Linked DNA regions of Arabidopsis thaliana: region 1 is linked to region 2. The links are chromatin contacts, called in public ChIA-PET maps. All regions are on one chromosome and are shown on one strand. The core of a region is the stretch at or near the end of the contact, and the rest is flanking DNA. Distances in the headings are between cores, read along the strand shown. Region 1 holds the start of LHCB4.1 (light harvesting complex photosystem II). Region 2 holds the start of RSR4 (Aldolase-type TIM barrel family protein).

Region 1 (6,729 bases), core at 1,585-4,084, 35 kb before region 2:
AAACCCCTCATCTGCGTCTGATGTTTTCGCGTTTGGCGTTTTGTTGTTAGAGATCGTTTGCGGGAGAAAACCAACGGATTCCGGTACCTTCTTCTTGGTCGATTGGGTTATGGAGCTTCACGCGAACGGTGAGATTCTCAGTGCGATTGATCCGAGACTAGGATCTGGTTACGACGGAGGAGAAGCAAGGCTTGCTCTCGCCGTCGGATTGCTCTGTTGCCACCAAAAACCGGCGTCTCGGCCGTCGATGAGAATCGTGCTTAGGTATCTAAACGGAGAGGAGAATGTACCTGAGATTGACGATGAGTGGGGATATTCAAAGTCTTCAAGAAGCGAATTCGGATCCAAGTTGGTAGGATATGTTTCGTCGACCTCAATCACCAGAGTTTCTTCGACTTCTCGTATCAGTCAGTAGTGGATAAAGCACATTCACTTTTTTGCTTCGAATTAGTCAAATCGTTTAGCTTCAAAAGACCAAAACATGATTTAACTAGTACTTATGATTAATGAACAATAGTATAAAATAAATTTGTTGGAATGTCTATAGCTAAAAGTTTCTGAAATGAATGTGGCGGGGAGGTAAAACCTTAATATATAATTTTTTCGTGACGTCACACAGATTAGTCATACTATCAAAAAAATTAAAATTAGTATTTTGTAACGTCACAAAGATTACTCATACAGTTATGATTTTTTTATATAAAATTACTGTATGTTTTGCTTAACGTCATCATTTTTGTTATATTGTCCGGATTATCCATTTTTGATCGTTGAACCAGCCAATTCTATATTCATAATTGATTATGACGAACCTCATTCCTCAATGAATATTTTTCTTCAAAAGAATATTAGAATTACAATCAATTCATCGAATCTCCACGTTCAATAGTTTGAAAACATTTTTTGTGGTTGTTTCTTCAGTGCATACGAGCAAGTAATTGAACCTGCTTTTTTTTTTTTCCTAAACTAGTAATTGAACCTGCTTGTTATGTGTCATAATCAACGACAAAAATAATAATTCAATGTCCTCCCAAATTACGGAACAGTGACAGTGAGACACGGAATCAATTTCAAGGAGACTTCACAAGACAAGTCTCCCATGTTCATCCAAATCCCACGCGGTGTGTGACTATCCTTTTTTTTTTTTTTTTGTCTGTGGACTTATTTGTTTTTCTGTACGGTTCTCCTTTTTCATTGTCCAAATCAAGAAAAAATAATCACAACATAACTAATGGGTCGGTCTTGTACTCCTGCTATTGGGCCAATCTGTATATGCGACAAAAATACATTTTGAAAATGTACGACGAGTAGGTATAGTAAATAAGGAGAAGCCCAATTTAATGTCATGGGCCAAACATGTAAATAAACCAAACAAGCAAAAGCCCAAAGTCGATTCAGTATCATCATAGCTCTGTTTTTACATAAGTTACAAATAGAATCTCACATGATAATGATTTTAAGATGAGGAGAAGGTATCGATGATGGTGGTGTGGAGTGGATCACTGAGGTGAGTAGCCCAATTGTTGAGTGGACCTTTACCTGTTGCAGCCGCTTGAACCGCGAATCCCAAGAAGGCGACCATCGCAAGACGTGCATGCTTGATCTCAGCTAACTGAAGTTGAGCAGTCTTCTCCGGGTCAGCCGCTAAACCTAGCGGGTCAAAGAACTTGCCTCCGGGGTATAAACGCTTCTCCGAATCAAGCTCGGCGTTGCGCTGGAACTCGATGTAGCCGATCACTAACACCTCGATCCATATCAATGTCGAGATCGAGAAAGGTAATGGCTGCCCCAAGTAGGACGATCCATCTACAAGCTCCACCTGATTGAATAACAACATTTCAACTAATATTTAAATATCACTCATTGAACACTAGACTTGAATATTCTTGACTGAACAGAAACTCAAACAGTCCAATGCTAACGCAAACTGTAAGAAAGAGAGAGAGACAGACGCCAAAGCAAACGCTAAATCAACTAAATTGTACATACATTTCTATCTGAGTCGCAAACAAACGCAAACGCAACTATTTGAATACTAATTTATTAGCATCTTCGAAATAACTAACTTATAACCGATTATCCAAGTGGAGAAGGGAGTGGCGTTACCTTGCCAGCGTCTTGCCATGTAACGCCGGTAAGCCATTCGACGGAGAGAGCGCCGAGAGTAGCGAGCATCGCCCACCGTCCGTGGATGAGTTCGCATTCCCTGAATCTCTGGATTCCGAACACCTCACTGTACGGCTGAAACGGCGTCGATTTGGCGTCGGCAGCTTCCGTACGGGTTCCGATCACGTCTCCGGCCAAGTTCTTAGCCAGATTCTGGTCTAGTGAATCGATATCGAATTGAAGATACTCGGCCGGTTTGCCTAAACCGAAGGGATCAAAACCGTAATCTCCAACCAAGGAACCATCAAGCCAGTCAGGAGAAATGGCGCCTGGGTACCAAAGAGGCCGGTCCGTAGTCACCGTCTTTTTGGCACTCTTTTTGGGAGCTGCCTTCTTCTTTCCGAAACCGAACACGGCTGTGAACCGACCTGAACCGGGATGGATACCGGGAGCCACCCGAGTACCCATGATGGAAGAAGCAGCTGCAGCAGCGGCGGATGTTGCGGCCATCTCCGGCTAATTGGGTTTTGTGATATTCAGAAGATAGAGAAGAAAGATCCGTTTCTTGATACACGATTATAGATGCGTGGAGGTGAGTTTCGGAGCTGGCCTATCTTGGAAAGACGATTATGACCGTTGGATCGATTCACAAATCCATCTGACGGTGAGTAGGATTACTAATCTTATCTATTAAACTCTGCGTTATCTGGTGATGTTTCAAGTCCATTGGCAATAAAATCTAGATGAGGTACAATCTGATTGGGTCAAATAATTTCTTACCCCAGTTAGAAGAAGCCACGTGTACTGCGGTCTTGTGCTTCACTCAAATTGCTGGTTTCCGGTTCAGCCAATTCGATCCATACCGAAACCAAATTACTCCCCAAAACGATCAAAACAAGTCGGTTTGACTGAAACACCAATCGGTTACTGTAATTCATAGTCAGATAGACAGATACTAATTTAAACGAACCAAAATGTGATTAAGTACCCTTAATCAGCAAATATGATATCGAATTTTTGATCTAAATGTCAATAACCAATGGTTGTTATATACAAACCCAAATCTGAGACTATAGAAAGATGAAAAACCAACTAAAAACACATAAATATTATATACAAAGTGGACATAAATAGATGAAATTTGTTTGAAAGAAATTGCTATGTGCATAACAAGAAACAGAGAGAATGTAATGTTCACCGAGGAAGAGGAGCATAAGGGACAAGATTTGGATCAGAAGTAACGAGAGGCAACTTGTCAATGTATATCAACAACCTCTTCAGATTCTCCTTGTAAATCGCTGGTAAATCTGCAATCTCGGCGCTACAAGTGTATATCCATAGATCACCAGAATTCACTCTTTTCAAGCTGCCTCGACAGAACGGGCACGACTGTGACCGTGCACGCCTATTCCAAACAAGAGATTCTATAACTTGTAAGAAAAAGGCTGATGAATGGTGAGAGTGAGTGAAAAGAAGGAAAAGCTTTATATACCAGTTTCTGTAGCAGTTTATACACATGGAGTGATTGCACGTAGGAAGAACAACTTTGTTTCGAATCTCCAAGCAGATTCCACACTCTTCTTCCCTCTCCAAATCGATCTCCGACATCTTTCCTTTATCTGTTCTGTCCTTTTTACGGTATCTTTTGTCGCATATCTCCTTCTGTTTCCTTTCTTCTACATCGGTGATCCCTCCATGAAGTTGCAATAGCGAAGGAAACAACACATCTGCCCAACAACATCCATTGCTAGTCAGAAAAAAACATATCGTCTGGTCTAATCTTATACCTTTAGATTAAGAGAGAATAAGTGATTAACAGATTACCATAGAATTCTCTGATACTAGTTTTGCGTTCATGTAGCGACATTGTGGTCTTCCCATCAACATATGCCTATAAATAAAAAACAGAGAATCACATATCAGGCAGACAAGAACATTGTGATCTTGAAGATCCAGTAGCAATAAAACAGCAGGAAAATTAATAAGAGACCTTATAAATAAGGATCCTAAGCAAGCCCAAAGCGCCAGCGAAATGACAATCAGTCCACTGAAGAAGGAAGAGAAAGAGATGAGCCGCCGGGCTGTAAGATAATCTCATCTGAACGTAGCCACCATCATACTCCTCTGGGTACTCTGACGCCCTACACACACATAGTTCATTTTTTTTTAATCATTTTGATTCAATGATTGGTGAGATTAGTACGCAACATGAACATGTTGCTTCACAGCTTAATCCAAGTATACCAAGTCAACTTAGGATAGCATCAGAGACTATATACGACGAAAGGAAAAAGAATTGACCACTATAGATAGATTTTGTGTGATCTGACCAAAAGGTGGTGGTGGCGTCTGAGACTTGCTAAGGAATAAATTGGAATTTATGAGCTCGCGTAAACGCAAAGTCTTAAATTCAATATGACATCAGCACACATAAGACCCAGCAGACAACAGAGATACAGATTCACAAGTATCAAAAACTGATTATCCTCTGGAAACTTCAGTAGAAGTAAAAAAACAATCTGACCTATCGAATCGGAAGAGACAAAAATCAGCAACTCAAGCAAAGGGAAAACCGAAGTACCAACTAAATATGGATTTAACCACAGCATCAAACAAATTTATGAGGCAAATCAACCACTCTCGACTAAGAACACGATCAGATTCTACCAACACATCGAAACATCAAAACAGAGAAAAACAGAGAGAAGAAATAGAGAGAGAGAGAGATTTACAGAGTGTTGGCGAACTGGATATCAGCTTCAAGAGCCTTGAGTGAATCCTTGAACGATTTTCGCATTTTCCGAAGAACAAAGTTTTGACATAAACCAGCTTCCTTCCGAGTGATAGAGAAAACAGAACCCTACTAGCTCCTTTGTTTATTTTTTTTGGTCGAGATCACCGACAGAAGCCTAAAATATCGCAAACCCCCTAACAACAACTCGAATTGATTCTCTCTCCCATTTCCATGGAGGGTTTTGAGTTTTTTTGCTCACTCAACCACAAGGCAGCGACAGGAAGAAGAAGAAGAAGGAGGAGAGAGAGAGAGAAAGAGAGGATTTAGATATTGATAGATTCGCGTAGAGCACACGTAATATCAAAAATATTACAAAAGGGGAGGAGCGTCTGTCTAAAGCTCTTTTTTGTTCGACAAGGAACGGCAACACTTCTCCTACTACTCCACACACAAAAATAAAAGCTTCTCAGGAGTAAATGGTAATTACCATAAAGCCCTCCCGTTGGGATCCACCTAACAAATATAGGATAACATTATTTAATTAAAATGAAAATCTGATAATTATTGAGTGACACGCCGGTGACAGGACGTGTGTCACTGCTATAGGCGGCGGTGAGTGGAAGTGAGCCTACATTGCTTCATCGTCGTGAGAGCTAGAATTATCTGACCGACATGTGTTTTATGTCAGTGAAACCACGACACGTGGCGGAATACATGAGCGTACGTAGGTCCAAATACTAGCTTTGACGTGTCTCTATTTCCATACGGTAATAAAGTGGACCCTAGTTAACCCCTCAGAATCGATGATTTTGTGTTAACCATTTATGGAATATTTTTGCATGCTTGGATCGCCAAAGGCCATGTATAAAAATTGCTTAGTTTTTTTTTTTAATTTGGGGTTTAGGATGATACGTATGTGACCTACGTGTGCTTTTACAATCAATGAATATGGATGAGGAGGGCAAAAGAATCACCACAATATTAGTAATATGTTCGTGACATGATTGCTTATCATTATTATTACGGAAACAAATTAATAGCGATAATGACTCATCAAACCGCTAATTCAACTTTAGTAATGAAGACAAAAATAAAGCAAATTCACTTTTCACAAAATTGCAAATACATTGCTCTAAACTGCAAATTTAATCCGTATATGATAATAAATCAAAAGATAACTCTATCTAATACATATACAGAACTTATGCTACAATTTGAAATATATCAGTACTTAGATAATAATAGCTGAGAGAAGCAGAGTTTGGTTCTATTATTAGTATACAAATCAAAATTATAAAATGTTGTTGTCTTGTTGTTTTTAATTCCGAAAGCCACCTCTAAATTCTAAAATAAACGCAAGCAGAATAATGGTGACGAATCAAGTACAAACAAAAGAGGTATAATCACTATCATTGGCCTAAAACCTTACCATTTGTCTCATCATCCACACTAACTTATTATTAGATATTTTACTTTTTCTTCTTAATTTTATATGGATCAGGTCACACAATACAAATTTAAACAAGTTGCCATACAAAGCCTGATATATCCTAACTATATTAGCTGTACCGAACATGATATTTCTACAAATCACCTATAGACTACTCCATATTCTCAAATTGACAGGGTTTGGTATTATTTACCTCAGTGTTATTTTCTTCTGTTCAAGAGATTGCGTGATGAGTCTGAAGAATCAATCAATCGAGTGTTAGAAAGGGATAGATTCCTGGTCTATGAGAACTTGGTTGGGAACCTTCAAGTTAGATTCACGTAGATTCCATCCAGCAGTATCCAATTTGAACAAGAAATCATCAAACTTGTTGTCCATCTCCGACAAGCTTTGCTTCAGCCAGTGGAACACACTATCCTTGTCTTTAAAGCTTTCTTCC
Region 2 (6,656 bases), core at 3,026-5,525:
GAAGAGATACCTGTTACTTAGTTGTACTTAATTCTTCTTTTACTTATTACGTTCTCGAGTGAGTAGATCATTGAATGTCATGTTGTTGTGGGAACCCCGTTTAGTTTCAGTATATCTTATTACCAGGTTACAAAGTTACTCCTGCTGTACTTGGATATACTTAAACGTTTCTTATGTGATTTGAAACAGAAATCGGGTTAGGCCTGACAGGATTTGGCGTATTCTTCTCGTTTTTGGGAATAGTCTTTGTCTTTGATAAGGGATTACTTGCCATGGGAAATGTAAGTATCTCATGTATCTTTGTTTCATACTTTGACCACTATTATTGCATACACGTACAGAACTAGTATGAGAGCTTGTTTCTTTTCATATTTTCTCAGATTCTTTTCATCTCGGGGGTTAGTCTAACCATTGGCTTCAAGTCTACCATGCAGTTCTTCATGAAGCGTCAAAATTATAAGGTTTGTTTCTGTCTTTGCCTACATTATCAATAGCTCTGGGCCAGTCTCTGCTGGATTTTTACATATTTCTCCTTAATGTCATCTATGTGTGTTCATTTGGCTTTATATGTTATCCACTTAGGGAACCATCTCTTTTGGCGTCGGTTTCTTCTTTGTTATCATCGGGTGGCCTATCTTGGGAATGATGTTGGAGACCTATGGCTTTTTCGTACTCTTCAGGTACTTTTGGCTATTTTCTTCTTCCTTACTGGTATTGCTTGAGGAAATGTAAACTGATACTAAAAACGTTTTGCTTTTGCAGTGGCTTCTGGCCTACCTTGGCAGTCTTTGCTCAGAAGATACCCGTTCTCGGTTGGATTATTCAGCAACCATATATTAGATCGGTATGTGTCCAATTGCAAACAACTATAGCAAACTTCGCATGAAATTCTTAGACCTCGAATACAACACATACAAAACTCATAATGACTCCCAGTTTTGCCTTTTCAAATTACAGTTGATAATTCTCTCTTTGTTTCTGATGATCTTGAGTTGCTAGGTCTTTTCTCAGTTTGCCTTAACTTTAATATTAACTCTGTTGCATAGTCTGCCAATTGTTGGCTAATGCGATTACTTGACACTTTTATTTATGTGATGTGTAGTTCTTTGACAAGTACCGGGGCAAGCGTGTGCCGGTCTAGTCTTCCATCCCGAGTAGAGAGACGATTCACTGAGCTAGATGCAGCTGAACAGGCGATTAAAGTTTTTGGAAGAAGAAGTTGGTGACTCCTGTAGAAAACTAAAACCATAGGAGAAAGAAAATAGGAAGGAAAAGAACGTACAATTTGAAGCTGTGTGTCTATGTACTTGAGAGAAAAACTCAGTGACTTAATGCTCTTTGATGGAGTTTGTAAACGTTTTGGTTGTTTAACTCTGACAAATCGGTTAGCCAAATCTTGTTTTGGCAATACGTCGTCGCTTGCTTTTTGCATACATATAAAAATTGATTAGCGGTTCCGGTTTAATGTGTAATTCAAATGTGGTTCGGTTTATGAGGACTGATTTTTGAGGTCCACTTGGAAGTTGCAACTTTGCGAGTTTAAGGGACCGTTGCGTTTAGCGTGTGTGTAGTGAAATCGTCTGAAGACGTGGCACTTGCTGAGTGGTTACTATCCGAATCCTTAGTACACTTAAACGTAGCAGATCATCACTCTCTCATTTGTTTTCCCCCGAAAAAAAAGAAGCTACCGTCTTTTTCTAGCCGTTGGGGCTGAAATTGAACCATCATCATCACCCTCATCGTCTTCTTCTCTTTTACCCTAATTTATCTTCTTATCCCCAGCGAAGTTTTCTCGATTTTGATCTGATTGGTATAGATCTCCGGTGAAGTAATACACTGGAGGGAGATGAAGTCATCGAGAATGAAGTTTGCAAAGAAGTTGAAATCAATTAGAGCCGGAGAATATCTGAATCAGGATCGAATTCTCCAGGTTCTTTCTGCTGCAGATGAGTTTCTTCCAAAGATATCTAACCACATTCCTCAGATTACATCCGCCGCTTCTATCTGGAGAACCCCTCAAAAGTCTGAAAATCAAATTGCAAATGTAACGGAACTTTTGGAAAACGTGAGACAAGGAGAAGAAGAAGCTTCTGGAAATTTTGTCGGCGACGAGGAGAACGTACGGCCTCCGGTGAATCAGATTCCGAGAGTTCCGTGTGATCGGAAAGAGAGTAAACTGGCAGTTTCATGCGGATCTGATACAGGAATCGGAAGAAAGAGTTTCGGATCTGGATTTAGAAGACCTGATTTGAATTCGACCACACTTTTCGATCCGAAACTGTTAGAAGCATTTGAATTAGCTGCGTTATGCTTTAGGAAGATTAAGGATTTTTCCAGAGAAGCCAGAGTCAATGATGAAGACGACATCGTCTTTCCCGAGGAAGAGGAAATCAGAAAAGACGGGAATAGCATTCCTCCGGTGATTAGCGTCGTAGAGTATAGACGGAAAGACGAAAATGTCGTCGTTCTTCACAAAGATGATGGAAATGCCCTTCAGATTGTAAATGCGATCAGGGAAGAAGTCATCGGAGAAGAAGACATTGGAAAAGACGGAAATACCCTTATGGATCCGTTGTTGGAATTCGAGGAACGGTGTCCTCCGGGAGGAGAGGAATCCGTTGTTTTCTACACAACGACTCTTCGAGGAATCAGAAAAACGTTCGACGATTGCAACATGATCCGATTTCTGCTGGATAGTTTTAAGGTTAAGTACTACGAGAGAGATGTGTCGATGCATAGAGAGTATAGAGAAGAGCTCCGACGAATCTCAGCGGCGGAAACAGAGGTGTTGCCTCCGGTTCTGTTCGTAAAAGGAAGGTGTATCGGTGGAGCTCAGAGAGTGTTGGGACTGCACGAGCAAGGGAAGTTTAAGATTCTCTTTGAGGGCATTCCAATCACCGGAGATGAACGTTGCCGGCGGTGCGATGGTTTTAGGTTTTTGATGTGTGATGGATGCAGAGGTAGTCGCCGGATTATCTCTGGTGATGGATCAAGAATTCAGTGTTTGATATGTAATGAGAATGGGTTAATTGTGTGCGTTGGTTGCTCCTAATACCATTTTTTTTGTTTGGTCTATATATATCAAATTACATTATTCGTTTATTATTTTTCTTAGTATTGTAACGATTTTTTTATACAGAAAATAAATATGGTCATCAGTTATATCATATGGTTGTTTCTACACAAATCTCAAGTTATTATTGCCTTAAAAAAGAGTTTGAATTATTGACACGAATTGCACTAAATTTATAGCATTTGTTAATGTTTATAATTATATATGATGTGTATAAAGATTAACATACCGGTGTTAGTAGCAAAATTTTTGCAACATCCACTAAGATTGTCATCCATAAACTACATTTATTTGAGAATTTACCCTTATTATTTGATTTAATCATCGATCAACCACTTAACAAAACGTATTCACTAATTCGATGAATTGCCAAATACTTAAATATCTGAATGGTATAGTTACAGTGAAGTAGTCAAAAGAGCAAGTTGGGCCGCCAGGGTCGGCTGAGTGGACAAATCTACTGATTGCAAAGGAGAGGCGGGCCTTCCTTTTCAACCACAGCCGCCTATTTCTCTATTTACTTTTATCATCACAAACTGCTATTTTTAGATTTTCTTTTTAAGAGATTTTTTCCTTTATTTCAAATTTTTTTTTCTAGGATTATAAAACTTAACGTACTATTGTATAAAAATGAATTTCTCCTACTCCCAAATGTAGTATCTTAAAAATCCCATTCCAAAACGATTGGTTGTAAATTGTTTGATAAAGAAATATAAAGATGTTTGTTATGAAGAAAATGATGCTTTCCATAACATTTTTTCCAAAAGCGTGCAATTCATTTTCTGCTAACATTTTTTCTCCTTGTCTTTTATGCAACAATTAATGCGGACTAGAGCGACAGTCGTGGATTCTATGAGGTCCAGTTACATTTCTTTGTGTCAGAAGATTTTTTTCCAAAATTTTTTCCCTAAAATCTATTTAAAATAAGAAAAAATAAATTGTGAAAACGTTTTAAAACATCATTAACAATGCATTTAACACTTTTATAATCCAATTCCGGACGACTCATTTTTTCTTGTCAAAACCTCTAGTTTAGTTGGCTAAAATCTTAAAATGCAGTCCACTAAACATGTGTTAATCGAAAAATCGAAATTGTGTTTTAATCTTGACCGTCCGATCACAACAAAATCCCACACTTTCCCAAATAAAAATTAAAAATTCAATAATTAAGGAGTTTCTATTTAATTAATAAAAATAGAGAAAAACATCTATTTTATTATTTTAGCTTTTATTCACACCGCCACAAACTCTCACTATAAAGCCGATCCATAGATAAACGAGGACCGGCCAGAAATCGCTTCACCATTCCCAAATCTCTCTTCCATTTTCTCCACACAAATTTCTCTTCAATCTCCGATAATGGAAGGAACCGGCGTTGTGGCGGTGTACGGTAACGGTGCGATAACGGAGGCGAAGAAATCTCCCTTCTCCGTGAAGGTCGGTTTGGCTCAGATGCTCCGTGGTGGTGTTATCATGGATGTCGTCAACGCCGAGCAAGCTCGTATCGCCGAGGAGGCTGGTGCTTGCGCCGTCATGGCTTTGGAGCGTGTTCCTGCTGATATCCGCGCTCAAGGAGGCGTCGCTCGTATGAGCGATCCACAAATGATTAAAGAAATCAAACAAGCCGTTACGATTCCGGTGATGGCTAAGGCTAGGATTGGTCATTTCGTTGAAGCTCAGATCCTTGAAGCAATTGGAATCGATTACATCGATGAGAGCGAGGTTTTGACTCTTGCTGATGAAGATCATCACATCAACAAGCATAATTTCCGGATCCCGTTCGTTTGCGGTTGCCGGAATCTCGGCGAGGCTCTGAGGAGGATCCGTGAAGGTGCGGCGATGATTAGGACCAAAGGTGAAGCTGGAACCGGTAACATTATTGAAGCTGTGAGGCATGTGAGGTCTGTTAATGGTGACATTAGGGTTTTGCGAAACATGGATGATGATGAGGTTTTCACTTTCGCTAAGAAATTAGCCGCTCCGTACGATCTCGTGATGCAGACTAAGCAGCTTGGTCGTCTTCCTGTAGTCCAATTCGCCGCCGGTGGAGTGGCTACTCCGGCTGATGCAGCTCTCATGATGCAGCTTGGATGTGATGGTGTCTTTGTTGGTTCTGGTATCTTCAAGAGCGGTGACCCAGCTCGTCGTGCACGTGCCATTGTTCAGGCTGTGACTCATTACAGTGACCCTGAGATGCTTGTGGAGGTGAGCTGTGGGCTTGGAGAAGCCATGGTTGGGATCAATCTCAACGATGAGAAGGTTGAGAGGTTCGCTAATCGCTCCGAGTGATCAAAGAAATAAAAGGTAAAATATCTCAGACGAAATGGTTTCAGAATTTTCTCAGACCATTTTGCAGTAATCTCTTTGAAAAGAAGAAGATGATGATATTGTTGGTAGTTTGTATCCTTTGTGTTTTCCTTATAATCTTTGATAGTCTTTTGTTATTGTAACTCGTAATCCCTTTGCAAGAACAAGTTTGTCAGTTATAATAATGTACTACTCTCTTGATCGATCAGTTGGTTTTGAATCTGATATATTCTTCGATCCATTGGTATTGACCATTGAGCTTGTTGTTCAATTACATTTCAGACAGGCCTATTAGTACTTAGTAGTATCAGGTTGATAAACAAAGGATGAACTTGTTTAATTTGGGAATTCGTACACTGGTACTGAGCTCTGTAGATGTTTGAGACTTTGAGTATTGGATTTGGTTTTGAAGAACTGTCCTGGATTAGATTCACATAGCCTCTAGTTCTTATTTTAAATTTGTGATTTCAGGCATAGCTGTCAACCTAACAAAGGAAGATAATATGAGTTGAGTTTTCTTTGTTGTTAACGAGTACTAATCATCGATTTCATGATGTGTGGATTATGGTTTATGGGGGGTTCTTTGCAGCTATGTTTGCATTGTAAATTGGTTTTTATGAAATGCTATGTTAATGTGTGATTAGTAAAGGAGAAGAGTTCATGGGACTCTTCTAGCTTTTAAAATCCATAAGAGTCCTCTAGCTTTGAAAATCCATGGGACTCACTCTTCTAGCTTTGAAAATCCATGGGGCTCTTCTAGCTATGGGATTTCAGATCTCATGCGCGGTAGTAGCATACGATCATCGGAATCCATAGAGCTCTTTTGTTCAAAATCGAGTTCTTGAAGGTCTTACACGACACCATGACTTAGGGATACGAGTATATATCCCTTGACTTCAGCCTCTAAGCTCTTGGCTCTGCCGGATCCAATTTCTCCAAAGAGCATTACTTCAAAGTTCAAAAGGTTCTCACTACTAACAGGTTAATTTTGTTAACCGAGATCAACCAAAATCAAACAAAACTTAACCAAATTGTAAATGTGATTTGATTGCACATCACTCGCATTTTGTCCAAAAAGACTCCGGTAAGACCAGAAACACGGATACAATTTAAATATCAATCGAAATAGGCCCACATCGGCCCATTATTACTGCACATTGGCCTATTTAATCAATTCACTAACTATATGAGACTTATATAATATACTATCAAATATGAGGGACCATAACACAATTTCTTTCTTTATCCAAACGACGTAGTGTAACTATTGATCAGT

Evidence for each region. ChIA-PET counts read pairs in DNA pulled down with a chosen protein or histone mark.
Region 1: an H3K4me3 ChIA-PET map of shoot shows a contact between it and region 2, with 12 read pairs. The contact joins the promoter of LHCB4.1 here to the promoter of RSR4 in region 2. A contact is called at or near these places in 2 of 26 Hi-C or Micro-C datasets (rosette leaf and shoot) and 1 of 2 datasets of contacts at active chromatin or transcription factors (shoot).

Annotation. Positions count from the first base shown.
Region 1 is chr5:204,971-211,699 of TAIR10.1, reverse strand. LHCB4.1 (light harvesting complex photosystem II) reads right to left here and starts at 2,834. Exons shown (of 2, transcript NM_120231.4): 1 at 2,107-2,834; 2 at 1,152-1,819. The coding sequence starts at 2,616. The coding sequence ends at 1,457. It overlaps AIRP2 (RING/U-box superfamily protein), which reads right to left and starts at 5,268. Exons shown (of 5, transcript NM_202992.1): 1 at 4,839-5,268; 2 at 4,097-4,247; 3 at 3,931-3,997; 4 at 3,599-3,833; 5 at 3,089-3,530. The coding sequence starts at 4,903. The coding sequence ends at 3,530. It overlaps RUS5 (root UVB sensitive protein (Protein of unknown function, DUF647)), which reads right to left. Exons shown (of 15, transcript NM_120229.4): 15 at 6,021-6,729. The coding sequence ends at 6,549. LECRKA4.1 (lectin receptor kinase a4.1) reads left to right here. Exons shown (of 1, transcript NM_120232.2): 1 at 1-721. The coding sequence ends at 415. It also overlaps AT5G01542.
Region 2 is chr5:171,282-177,937 of TAIR10.1, reverse strand. It overlaps RSR4 (Aldolase-type TIM barrel family protein), which reads left to right and starts at 4,275. Exons shown (of 1, transcript NM_120219.2): 1 at 4,275-6,049. The coding sequence starts at 4,433. The coding sequence ends at 5,362. AT5G01420 (Glutaredoxin family protein) reads left to right here and starts at 1,669. Exons shown (of 1, transcript NM_120220.3): 1 at 1,669-3,159. The coding sequence starts at 1,847. The coding sequence ends at 3,052. ESP4 (HEAT repeat-containing protein) reads left to right here and starts at 6,636. Exons shown (of 27, transcript NM_001342588.1): 1 at 6,636-6,656. AT5G01430 (Got1/Sft2-like vescicle transport protein family) reads left to right here. Exons shown (of 7, transcript NM_120221.4): 3 at 190-281; 4 at 381-461; 5 at 583-680; 6 at 763-844; 7 at 1,103-1,550. The coding sequence ends at 1,141.